Regions from separate parts of the Oryctolagus cuniculus genome. Here region 1 is linked to region 2. A link is a contact called in public Hi-C data. All regions are on one chromosome and are shown on one strand. The core of a region is the stretch at or near the end of the contact, and the rest is flanking DNA. Distances in the headings are between cores, read along the strand shown. Region 1 has its middle 50 kb from the start of MC3R. Region 2 holds the start of MC3R (melanocortin 3 receptor).

Evidence for each region. A called contact is a pair of places that touch in the nucleus more often than the background predicts.
Region 1: a contact with region 2 is called in a Hi-C map of embryonic fibroblasts, with 2.1 times the contacts expected there. The contact joins the enhancer-like site here to the promoter of MC3R in region 2.

What each region holds. Positions count from the first base shown.
Region 1 is chr11:5,392,793-5,399,337 of mOryCun1.1, reverse strand. No RefSeq gene overlaps it. Among named protein-coding and RNA genes, the nearest start is that of MC3R, 50 kb to the right of the region's middle. Within about 2 kb of position 1,332, at least 1 of the 8 cell types and tissues checked has an H3K27ac peak or open chromatin away from gene starts, as enhancers often do.
Region 2 is chr11:5,341,497-5,348,451 of mOryCun1.1, reverse strand. It overlaps MC3R (melanocortin 3 receptor), which reads left to right and starts at 2,719. Exons shown (of 1, transcript XM_051832671.2): 1 at 2,719-5,605. The coding sequence starts at 3,177. The coding sequence ends at 4,148.

The DNA of each region.
Region 1 (6,545 bases), core at 83-2,582, 52 kb before region 2:
CCCAACCACCTCCTTGCTTCAGAGCTGCCTCAGAGCTCTCCATGCACAAAAGCAGCCAAGCTGAGACCTGACATTCTCCTTGCTGCCCCTGTCTTCACACTTGGGCTGCTGGTGGCTCATGGGGCCACCGCCTGTCAGAGAGGGAAGACACTGGATCTTGATCTGTCCCCAGCAAGGGAGACGTGTGCGTCTCAGAGACAGATGACCTCACTGTCACCATAAACACCTTGCCTCCTTTTTATTTATTTAATAAACTTTCTCCTTCTAGAAAAAAGAAATCCAGAATCAAGCTTACACACCTCAAGTGGAAGGAAGAATGCAAGGCTCTGGGAGCAATGCTGAAGATCTTACACTCTACAAACAAGCAGAAGGCAGCCACTTCCCTGAGCATAAAACCAAGGACCCCAGCCAGAAATCAGGCTCCAGGCAGTCACTGAGAGACCAAAACTGTTCTCCCCCAGTGGAGAATCCCCCTAATTCCTGTCCTTTGGTCACCTTGGTACATGCTCCAGGACATAGCTGTTTTCATTGGACATTCAAATAAATGTCATTCGTACCTCCAGACAGACCCAGAGCAGAAACATCTTACAGCTATTTGTCCCAGAGGAGAGAAATGTCTGCCCCATGTGTCATATGAGCCTACAAAATCATTTGGCTGGCCTTGCCAAAGCAAATGCAGGCAGGACTTGAAATTCACTCACACAATAGCAGGCTAATTTTTAAGGTGATAATTTTGTATGGCCACGAGTGACACTGTAAATATCTAAGCAACCTTTGGTGGAAAAAAAGTTTTCCCACCCCAATGGATAAGAGTCTAGCCAGATAGGGATGCTGACATCTATCCATCAGTGAGTTCAGCATGAGCAGAAACAGTCTAGTCAAGGGAGCCACGGGTACCGCAAACAGCCAACTTGGATGCCCTCCTTCCTCACAGCTAGCCTATTCTGCTACATTTATGATTTTCCACCCTGATCATCAAGGGAAAAGCTTTCAAATAACATCCAGGATACAAAATGAGCAGGCACCATACCCTCAAAATTCAGGGTAACAAGGAAGTCTTTTGGGAAATGTCACAGATATTTAACTTCCAAACACCCAGGTAGACAATGCTGAACAATGACAGAAAACTGAAATGATGGTGGAGATGAGGAGAAGTTGCTCATTGCCATGGAATCCCATTTCACTCTTTCTCATTCAATAGTCTCAGCAAAGGCATTTCTATTGTTGGGTTTCAGAAACCTTTCCAAGCTCCCCCACTCAGTGCTGACAGATGCATGATCTGAGCTCAGTGTACCTTCTGGAAGATAACACTCGATTGTTCGGATGTAACATGACTCATTTCTGCCCTTGGCCTCATCTGCCAGAAATGCGCTTGCATAACACTTCTTCTAGTTGAGACAGGGAGAAGTAATTTAACCTCCAATGCTGTGAGTCTAACTGCAGTCACTCCAACATTCATACGGAGAAGTTGATGGGGCAATTGTTCTAGGGATATTATTTGATGGTTAAAAACACAGGCTTTGCTGTCTGCACCTTAATGTTTACTGCAGCTCAATTCACAATAGCTAAGACCTGGAACCAACCCAAATGCCCATCAACAGCAGAATGGATAAAGAAATTATGGGACATGTACCCTATAGAATACTATACAGTAGTAAAAAAAAATGAAATCCAGTCATTTGCAACAAAATGGAGGAATCTGGAACACATCATGCTGAGTGAAATAAGCCAGTCCCAAAGGGACAAATATCATATGTTCTCCCTGATCGGTGACAACTAACCGAGCACCAAAAAGGAAACATGTTAAAGTGAAATGGACACTATGAGATACAGTGACTTGATCAGCCCTTGTCCTGACTGTTGATGAACAACTTAATACTTTATCCCTTTTAGTATTTTTTGTTCTGCTTAATACTATTGGTTGAACTCTGTAATTAACACATAATTATTCTTAAGTGTTGAAAAGTGATCTCTGTTAAATATAAGAGTGGGAATAAGAGAGGAAGGAGATGTACAGTTTGAGACATGCTCAAGCAGACTTGCCCCAAATGGTAGAGTTAGAAACATGCCAGGGGATTCTAATTCAATCCCATCAAGGTGGCATGTACCAATGCCATCTCACTAGTCCAGGGGATCAATTTCAGTTCACAATTGATCATAATGACAGGACTAAGAGTCAAAGGGATCACATAAACAAGAATAGTGTCTGCTAATACTAACTGATAGAATAAAAAAGGGAGAAAATGACCCAACATGGGAAGCAGGATACACAGCAGGCAGACTCATAGAATGGCAGATGTCCTAAACAGCACTCTGGTCTCAGAATCAGCCCTTAAGGCATTCGAATCTGGCTGAAGAGCCCATGAGAGTATTTTAGGCATGGAAGGCCAAGACACTGTGGCAAAAAAAACCAAACAAACCTATATATGAAAGATCTCTGTGAGTGAGATACCAGTGGAAAGAACAGGCCATCAAAGAAGGAGGTACTTTTCTCTGAAGGGAGGAGAGAACTTCCACTTTGACTATGACCCTGTCTAAAAAAGATCAGAGTCGGTGAACTCAAAAGGCTTCCATAGCCTTGGCAACTCATGACAAAAGCCTAGGGTGATTACTGACGCCATAAACAAGAGTGTCAATTGGTTAAGTCAACAACAGGAGTCATTGTACACTTACTCCTCATGTAGGATCTCTGTCCTTAATGTGTTGTACAATGTGAATTAATGCTATAACTAGTACTCAAACAGTATTTTACATTTTGTGTTTCTGTGTAGGTACAAACTGTTGAAATCTTTACTTAATATATGCTAAATTGATCTTATGTATATAAAGATAATTGAAAATGAATCTTGATGTGAATGGGATGGGAGCGGGAGATGGGAGGGTTGCGGGTGGGAGGGAAGTTATGGGGGGAGGAAGCCATTGTAATCCATAAACTGTACTTTGGAAATTTATATTTATTAAATAAAAGTTAAAAAAAAAACCAGGCTTTGGAGTCAGACGTATGAGGTCAATCTCAACATGTCCTGTGATTTCGGTTAAGTTATTTACTCTCACTTCTCATACCTGACAAAATTAATAACAATATTCCACTGTAACTAACTGAAAGGCTGAAAGATGCCTGATGTTTTTACACCTTGAGTGTGCAACACAGATCTCTCAGCCTCCATTAAATGAGAATCATAAATCATATCTCATAATTAAACAAAGTAGCTTTGGCAAGTGTGGAGTGTCTTCCTCTGCTTTACTCACAGGTAAACAAGGAGGTGGAGGCCAGGATTCAGAAAACAGAAAAGCACAGAACCTTTGAGACCCTCTCAAGGCCATCACTTCCCAAGATGCTAGAACCCAGAGCTATTCACTGGGGATGAAAGACAGCGATTGGTGTCAGAAGTTCCAGACCTCCCAGAGGAGAACACCCCAGGAGCAGGACCAGCTGACCCTGCTTTAAGCCCTCCATCAAGACAGCAAGACTCATAACTCTGTATAGCCTGCAACTGATGTTATAAATAGCCAAACGGCCCTTTGAAGAAACAAGGCTAAGCAGAATATCCTTCTGAGCTTTGCTGTGCTGAACTTCTGACTTACAGCAGGACAACAGGACATTGTCTCCACTGTTACCATCCAGCTACAAGCCACCATCATCATCACCTATATGACGGGGAGGGTTTCCTTGCTGTTCTCTCTGCTGTTTCCTGGCCCACTCTTCAATCCACTTTTTTTTTAAGATTTATTTATTTGGAAGTCAGAGTTACACAGAGAGAGGAGAGGCAGAGAGAGAGAGAGAGAGAGAGAGAGAGGTCTTCCATCCACTGGTTCACTCCCCAATTGGCCACAACAGCCAGAGCTGTGCCAATCCAAAGCCAGGAGCCAGGAGCTTCTTCAGGGGCCCAAGGACTTGGGCCATCTTCTATTACTTTCCCAGGCTATGGCAGAGAGATGGATTGGAAGTAGAGCAGCCAGGACTAGAACCGGTGCCCATATGGGATGCCGGCACTGCAGGTGGTGGCTTTACCCACTACACCACAGCACCAGCCCCTCAATCAATTCTTAACACTGAACACTCCTTTTTGAAGCTTAAATCAGACTATGTCACTTGTCTGCTCAGAATCCTGAGGTAACTCTCCACCTCACTAGAGTAAATGCCAAAATCTATACACTGGCCTTAACCTGTCCCCATCTTCCCCATTCTTTTACTCCCAATTCCAATTCTTCTTCCTTTTGTTCATTTCACTTACACTCCCTGGCATTATTGCTGTCCCTTCAGTATGCTGGGCTCTGCTATTCCCCCAAACGTCCCCCCTCCACTGCTATGTTTTCCTCTGCAATACTTATCTATACTTTTTATCTACTTGTTATGCTTGTTGTCTACCTCTAAAATGCTAGTGCTACAAGAGTGGGCAACATTGCTTCGTTACTGAAACATCCCAGGAGACTAGAACAGCGCTAGACCTTGAATGAATGAATGGTAATCTGTTGTCTATTCATGAGTTTAAGTGTTTGTGTGGGAAGAAGAGGTTTCTTTACAGCTTTGTAGCTCACGCTGGACAGTAATCCAGCCCAGACCCCCTGGCCAGTGACTGGGCTCTGGGAAACTAAGTGCAAATGCAAAGACTGGGAGCCTAAACATAGAACATGGTGATGAAACAAGGTGAGGACCACAAGGGCACATCCCACAGTATGTCTACCAAACTGCACCAGGCCTGTCTTCAACAGAGACACCATGTGGCAGCTAAAAGCAAGTACAATGGAGGACTGCTCTGACTACAGTTCTGCCTCCTTTGACTTAAGTTTCGTGAGCACATTGACAATGATAGGGAGGTACAGAGAGGGAGAAATGTCGATGGAAGGTGCTATAGCTACTACTAATGAGCCACTATGGGAGCTCATACAACTAAGGAGAATAACGGAGACACAAAGCACATGCAGGCTAAACTAGTGGAATGAATAATACCAATTCATATGAAAAGCACATAACATGGGAACTGGTATCGTGAGAGGGCTCTCAATGGCAACCATCCTTCAGAAGGGAGGAAGTGAAGGAGCAGGAGAATTAAATTCCATCTGTAGTGGGTTGAGTGGTGGCCCCCCCAAAAGATATGTCCATATCCTAACCCCTAAAATCTATGAGCATGGCTTTATGTGGGAAAAGAATCTTTAAAGATGTAATTAAGTTAAAGAGGCTGAGAAGAGTTCATCCTGAAGTATGATCCTGGCTTGGCCCTAACTCCACTGACAGTCGTCTTTGTTGGGGACAAATGCAGAGCGGAGACATGGCCTCATGAAGGCAGAGGAGACCAGAGTGACGCCGACCAAGAACAGCTGGAGCACCAGTAGCTGAAAGGGACGGGGAAGGGGTCTCCACTTGAGCTTCAAAGGGAGCGTGGCCCTGCCCACACTTGCTCCAGACCAACCTCCACAACAAGGAAAGAATAAATTTCTGCTGCTCTAAGCTGCCCAGTTGGTGGGAGTTTATTACTGCCACTCTAGGAAACTCACACACAATCCAGTACAGATCTCACATGAACAGGGGCAAGAGTGGGTATTATGAGGTAAGGGAGTTGCTTATTTGAGGGGCTAATGAAGCTGCCCCAGCACTGTTTATAACCAGCATTGACCACACAGAATTTAATTCATTTACTTCATGACACATGGTTGCCTACCCTGCTAACTTTTGGCCTTTTAACTTTAAACACCAGGCACCATTATGATGCTGCAAATACATTTCTGTACTTGAATAACGCATTGGTTGAAGTGAATTGCCTAGTAAGACACGCGACTGGAGCTGCTTCTTAACAACATCCTGTTTTGAGGGTTCCCCTTAGGGAGACAGAGGCACTCAGAAAAATGAAACTTAAGAAGTATTAGGAATGGTACCCAGAGCATTTATGTGCCTGCAGAATCAGCCTGAATGCCAAATTCGCATCTCCAAAAAGTATGGTATTAACCAGGAATACAAAAACGACAGATGGTTTACTGCTGTTCTCTAGAAAGGACCCAACTTCATGATACATGTTCTTCCATCCCTTTGCTGAGTACCTCCACCTGCTTTGGCTGAGCACTTGCTGTGTTTCAGGCAAAGGATCTAGAAAGGAAGACACTGAATGGTCTGTCCTCCCAGGCAATTCACAAACACACATGGTCATTTACTGTGGCAGACAGTTTGATGATTTTATCCAGCTGAGATTAGGAAGCAGTCTAGAAAGTTTGAGTGCAGGAAGGGGAGGTTAGGGAAGGCTGGGTGGAAGAAGCTGCAACTGGAGGTATGGAGAGATCCCTGGAGGAAAAGAAGTTAGAACATTCTAGATGTGAGGACCTGCTTCTCGGAGCTCAGATCAAGGCAGCAGGTGGCACCTTCAGAGGATGAAAAGAAACTCACTGGGGCTGGAGCTTGAGCTGGGGTGGGGATGAAAATGGTTGAGTCTAGGAATGAAGCTCTGATGTGGAGAGTGGAAGCCAGCTGCTACCTCTGCAAACAGCTGTTCAGGTGCTATGGCAGAAGTGCGCAGTCCCTGGGACTGTAACCCACAGAGCCAGGATATTTACCA
Region 2 (6,955 bases), core at 1,470-3,969:
AGGGAAATGGGAGTGCTGCCTGGTAGCTCCCTATCCCATTTTCCCTGAGTGAAGCAGTCTCTGATCTCCATGATGCTACCCCCTGAGTACCTCTGTCCACTCCTCTATGGACACCTTCCTGCTCCAGACCACCCTGTCTCACCCATCTTTGCCTCAACCACCACCCTGGGATCCCTGGCTTGTCCCCTATCAATACATTCCCCACTCTGCAAACAGAATCTTTCTAAAATGCAGACCCCATCTCACCCTGCCCTACCTAAGCATCTCCCATCACCCTCATTGCTTCCAGGGCATAGCCCACACCCCTGCAACCATTGATGCTGTCCCCCAGAAGCCAGGACTGCTCTCCTTTTAGTGAAATCTCATTTTTCAGATCGTATCTCCCAGTTCCATGCTGTGGCCAGAGATAACCATTTCCTGTGCTTCAGAATCTCCAAGTTTCCTCTTTAGTCAATCTCAAACCTAGCAAACCTCCTCGCTCATCTGTCAAAAATCAAAAAACACTTGTCCAGGTCCTACCCCTCCCTGCCCCAGTGTTCTGATTCAGCTGGGGGGTAGGTGAGGCATGGAGGGGCCAGTGCCAGGAGGCTTCCCCGCACCCATGGGCCAGGATGCTCTTTGCCTCCAGGTTGCAGGCGTATTACCCCCTCCCCGACCTGGAGCCTTCTTAAACCCCCTTCAGCCTCAGCCCGCATGCCAAACCCCAACAGATATCACCTCTTCTTCCTAGACGTTAAGCCAGGATCTCCTTCCTCCTGGAACTCCCCTTGACCCTGCAGGAGTAAGGCCCTCCCATGCCTCCCCATACCCTGGACAGCCCTGATTCAGGCACGCATCATGCTGTGATACTGTGTGACATGGACTGAGCTGATGAGGCAAGAGCAGAATTGGTGAGCGTGAACTCCAGTTTTAAAGGAAGTTCTGCTCTGAGTGAAAATGCTATTAACAGCATTGCATCTACAGAGGAAAATTAAAGGAGGTGGCACCTGCATCGTGGTGAAGTGGCTAAAGCCAGCGCCTGCGATGCCAGCATCCCATACGGACACCAGTTCGAGCCCCAGCTCCTCTACGTCTGGTTCAGCTCCCTGCTAATGGCCTGGAAAAGGCAGCAGAGAATGGCATAAGTGTCAGGGCCCCAGTCAACCACATGAGAGACGGGAGGAAGCTCCTGGCTATGGCCTGGTCCCACCCAAGCCACTGCAGCCACCTTCGGAGTGAACCAGCAGATGGAAGAACTATCTTTCTCTGTCTCTCTCCCTCTCCCTCTCTGTAACTCTATCAAATAAAATATAGTAAATCTTGAAAGGAAGGAAGGGAGGAAAGAAGGAGTGAGCGAGTCATTGGTGAGGCCAACTTCATTGTCTTATTTTAGGGAATACCCACAGCCACCCCAGCCTTCAGCAACCACTCCAAGACCCATCAGGAGCCACCACCACAAAGGCAAGACCCTCCATAGCAAAAAGATTATGACTCACAGGAGGCTCAAATGATTGTGATCATTTTTTAGCAATTAAGTATTTTTTTATTTGACAAGCAGAGTGGATAGTGAGAGAGAGAGACAGAGAGAAGGGTCTTCCTTTTCCATTGGTTCACCCCCAAAATGGTTGCTATGGCCGGCACACCGCGCCGATCCAAAGCCAGGAGCCAGGTGCTTCCTCCTGGTCTCCCATACAGGTGCAGGGTCCAAGCACTTGGGTCATCCTCCACTGCCTTCCCAGGCCACAGCAGAGAGCTGGACTGGAAGAGGAGCAACTGGGAAAGAATCCAGCGCCCCAACCAGGACTAGAACCCCGGGGTGTTAGCGCCGCAGGCAGAGGATTAGCCTAGTGAGATGCAGCACCAGCCAACAATTAAGTATTTTTAAGTTGGAGCCAGCGCTGTGGCTCAGCGGGTTAAAGCCCTGGCCTGAAGCACCGGCATCCCATATGGGTGACAATTCTAGTCCCAGTTGCTCCTCTTCCAATTCATCTCTCTCTCTACTGTGACCTTGGAACAGCAGTAGAGGATGGTCCAAGTCCTCGGGCCCCTGCATTCATGTGGGAGACCTGGAAGAAGCTCCTAGCTCCTGGCTTTGGATTGGCACAGCTCCGGCCATTGTGGCCATCTGGGGAGTGAACCATCAGATGGAAGACCTCTCTCTCTCTGTCTCTACCTATCTCTGTAACTCTGTCTTTCAAATAAATAAAATAAATCTTTTTTAAAAAGTATTTTTAAACTGAGATGTGTACATTTTTAGACAGACTACTATTCCATGCTTAATAGACTCCACTAGGGTGTCCAAAAAAAAAGCTTTTATATCGACTGGGAAACCGAAATCTTCATGTGGCTCTCTGTATTGCAACATCCCCTTTGCTGCAGTATCCTTGAGGCTTGCTTGCAACTGCTGACTTTGCTTCCACCCCAGACTGGGTTTGGGAAAGACTAGGAAAAGAAAGAGCAGCTGTCTTGCTCTGTCCTGTATTTCCTGCACCCAGCAGAGACCTGACACATAGTAGGTGCTCAATATGTGTCTATTAAAAAAAAGGGGGGGGGGCAACAAATGAATGAACAGAGGAACAGACAGATGCCTGTGGCCGGCTGTTTCCATGACAAATACAAACTACTCAGCGGCGCCAGCAAGACGGGGACGGGTCTGGCCTACAGAGGGCGCCAGCCTGCTTCCCAGTCTCTGCAGAGCCCAGCAGCCAGGAACCTGCTGTCACTCAGAGAGGTGCCTGATGCTCAGTGGTCATTTTGCTGCGCTGAAGATTAGGTAGGAGTTGTTTGCCCTCCGCCGATGTATAAAACCTGAGTGCTCTCCCCTCACTGCCAGTGACAGGCACCACATCTCTGGCTTGCTTTGGAAAGAACGGTAGCTGTAGCAACCAGTGACAGGCGGGGAAGCAAGGAAAGAAAGAGAGCGCTCGGGGGTCAGAGGGACAGAGAGCGGCTGATGAGAGTCTTTAATAAGCAGCTCCCCCAGGACAGAGGAAAGTTTCCCGCGTGTCTCCAAGTGGCTAACTTTCTGCCTCCCACCTTTCTTTCCCTTTTATTCTGGAGAACAACCTCTAACTCTGCTCTGGACAAGCATCCAAAAGAATTATCCGGAAGGAGATTTCCCCTTTCCTGCCAGCAGCCCCAGCAGGTTCCTGCAGACCGTGCAGCAGCCCCAGCTCGGAGCAGCCAGTCCGTGAGCAATGAATGCGTCGTGTGGCCTGCGTTCTGCCCACCTGACGCTGACCAACGGCTCAGAGCACCTGGCAGCCCCTTCCTTCGGCAACCAGAGCAGCAGCAGGTTCTGCGAGCAGGTCTTCATCAAGCCGGGGGTCTTCCTGGCCCTCGGCGTCCTCAGCCTGCTGGAAAACATCCTGGTGATCCTGGCCGTGGTCCGCAATGGCAACCTGCACTCGCCCATGTACTTCTTCCTCTGCAGTCTGGCGGCGGCTGACATGCTGGTGAGCGTGTCCAATGCCCTGGAGACCATCATGATCGGCGTGGTCAACAGCAACTACCTGACCTTCGAGGACCAGTTCCTCCAGCACATGGACAACGTCTTCGACTCCATGATCTGCATCTCCCTGGTGGCCTCCATCTGCAACCTCCTGGCCATCGCCGTCGATAGGTACGTCACCATTTTCTACGCACTCCGCTACCACAGCATCATGACCGTGCGGAAGGCCCTCACCTTGATCGTGGGCATCTGGGTCTGCTGTGGCGTCTGCGGCGTGGTCTTCATCGTCTACTCCGAGAGCAAGATGGTCATCGTGTGCCTCATCACCATGTTCTTTGCCATGATGCTGCTCATGGGCACCCTGTACGTGCACATGTTCCTCTTCGCCCGGCTGCACATCAAGCGCATCGCGGCTCTGCCACCCGCTGATGGGGTGGCCCCGCAGCAGCACTCATGTATGAAGGGGGCTGTCACCATCACCATCCTGTTGGGTGTCTTCATCTTCTGCTGGGCCCCCTTCTTCCTCCACCTGGTGCTCATTATCACCTGCCCCGCCAACCCTTACTGCATCTGCTACACGGCGCACTTCAACACCTACCTGGTTCTCATCATGTGCAACTCCGTCATCGACCCCCTCATTTACGCCTTCCACAGCCTGGAGCTGCGCAACACCTTCAAGGAGATCCTCTGTGGCTGCAACAGGATGAACCTGGGCTAGGGTGCCAGGGCCAGCGGAAGCGGTCACCAGCCTGGTCTCCTCTGACCCTCCAGCCAGCCCAGATGTTCAGGAAGGAAAAGGGGAGAGAAGTCTTGGAAGATGCAAACAACAGGTTCACAGCCATGATCATCCTTTAGTTTTTAAGCTGATGGGGAAAATAGGGCACGATAGGCTCTCCAATAGGACTCCAATGTGGGTAAGTCACACTGTCCTTTCCCAAACGGTCACTGCCCACGAGTCGGCGAAGCCTGCCCCGGGTGCTGTCTGCATGCATTCCCACCGGCCAGGGTCTGTGATGGCTGCCTGCCGCCTGCCCGCTGCCTGCCGCCTGCCCCCACACTCCTGTCTTCGTGCTTCAAGTCAGACCAGACTGGAGCACCCTCTTGAGCCACATGAGTGGCTCAAAACTCTCACAGCCTCCAGGGGTCAGCACTGTACACAGCTTTGCATTTAGTCCACGGGCAACTGCAGCTCTACTTGCCCATCTGTGAACAGGAAAGCGTTCTCCCAACACATGTAACCCTTGGCAAAGGCGGCCACGCTGTGTTGTTCTCACTTCGTACCCCGACGCCCCCCACCAGCCTCCCCTCCAGCCTGTAGATGAGTCAATTCTATGCTGCTGTGCTTTAAGTCTAAGGCAGCCTTCAAAATTCCAACAAAAGACAAAGTGCTTTGGATTATCAGAGTATGTCTGTGTTCTTGGATTTTAAAACCTTGCTATCTCACGATGTACCTCTTTTTATTTTATTGTAAAATATGACTTCTAATATTCCTTTTCTGCTTTTAAAACGAGAGGGAACTGTGGGTGGCAGGACCACAAGAAATTGCTTTACGGTCTTTCAAATAGTTTGAGGAATTGCGAAATTGACTGGGTGCCATTCCTGGGAACTGTTTATTTGCTTGTAATGATCATGTCACTGTCACATGACCTCTTGCACATCGTCTGTGAATGAGAATGGTTTGTGGCTCACCGCTCCTTTTGTGTGACTAGGTGTTAAAGCCGGGAGCCCCATTATCAATGCTTGTGCCTGGTCACGTGATGCGATCCACTCCTGAGAGCACCGAGGGAGACTGCCTGAGTGGGACTCACATTCGCCAGCTCTAGCCCTGCCTGGGTAACTACAGTTTGTAACTTCTGGGTTCCTCACATTGCCCCCCATCCTGGACTTCAGTGTTATGTAGTATCTTTGGTGTGCAGTTATGTGCTTTTCTGGAAAATATTGTGGCTTTTTTGTACTTGGAGATTTTCTGCTAATATAAGCAAAATGATTTGTTTTTTGCTTTGATTGTGAAATTTGGAAATAATAAAAGGCTTCTGTGACTGCTGAATGTGTCTGACACTGAAATGTGGCACCTGGAGTCCCGCTGGTGGCTTCTGCACATGGCCGGTGTGCATTGTGTGCACTTATGGTGCTGTTTTGCAAATGGAGTGGAAGTCCCATTGGTCACGATGACGGTCTTTTCTAGGGCAATGCTTTTTAGCAAACTGCAACACTCTCCCATTCAGTGTCCAAAACTACCAGGCTTGTGGCTCCTGGACCAGTCATTCCCACTGTTTTAACCAGGACAGCAACTAACATGACTCATCCATCTCCACTCGGCAAGTAAATGTGGAAAACAGGGAGCTGAATTCTTTGAAAATTATGTTAACAGCTATAGGAATTATGATGTCCTTTTGCTACATAAACAAGATAAAAATAACTTATTCTTGACTCCCATGTGAGTTTTCACATTTTGTCCTGTCAACACACCTCTAAAATAGGTGAGTCATTTTCACGGGAGAAATTCCATCCTGGGGGTGATGTCACTGTCCAAGAATGTCCAGCTGAGACGCACAGGACAGTCTGCTTCCTGATACTGATTTCCTTCCTTCTGCACCAAACCTGCTGCTGCCCACAGCTTTCCATGATCAGTGAGGACCAGCCTCCTGCCCTGTACATTTTAGCTCACTATGAGCTAAGAGAGGTCGCCTGCGAGGATCACCTGGGGCTCTGTTCGAGTGCAGAATCTAAGTCAGCAGGTTGGACTCAGAGGAGCCCCCTGGCGATGTGGCTGCAGCTGTAGACCACCTTTTAAAGAGAAGGGATTTAACGGGACTCCAAACGGGCCCGATGTGTAGCCCAAGTACTCATCTATCTGCACAGAGTGCTGGTCCCAGATCGTGCTAAGTACTCACATTGCTTGGAACTCCACAAGGTACCCAACAAGGTCTACCCCTTGTATTATCTTTGCTTTACAGATGAGATGTTTGAAACTCAGCGGGCTTAAGGAGCTGTCTGTGGAAATTCAATCAGCCAAGTGGAGAAGTAGAGATTCAAACTCAGGCAGGCCAACCCACACTCTCACATCCAACCCCAGCATCCCTAGTGCCTCTGGTGGAAGCAGTGTGGACAGTGCAGCTGGTGACATGGAGGGGTGTGCTACTGTTGGGGAAAGACTCTGATGCAAGTTCCTGCCAGAGTTTCCAGGGAGCCAGCATGAAAATAATCAAGGGGCACAATTATTTTGCTTGCTCTGCCTTTCCAAAGACTGGTACCAGTGGCCCTGAAGAGTGCGTCGAAGGGGTAAGTCACAGTCCACGGATGCCTTTTCCTGGCACCCACATCTCAGGTAAGCAAGCCTGGAAACCAAGACCTCTTAGTCTCCTCCATGACCATTCCTGTACATCTTCATGTGGGTACCCAGTTGGACAGCAGCAATTTTTCCTCTCAACCTTTCTCATCAGGATGTCAAGTACCTTAATGTTGGATTAGCCAAGAACCAACATAAACCCAGAAACTGGGAAGAACTAGATATCAAAAGGCAGA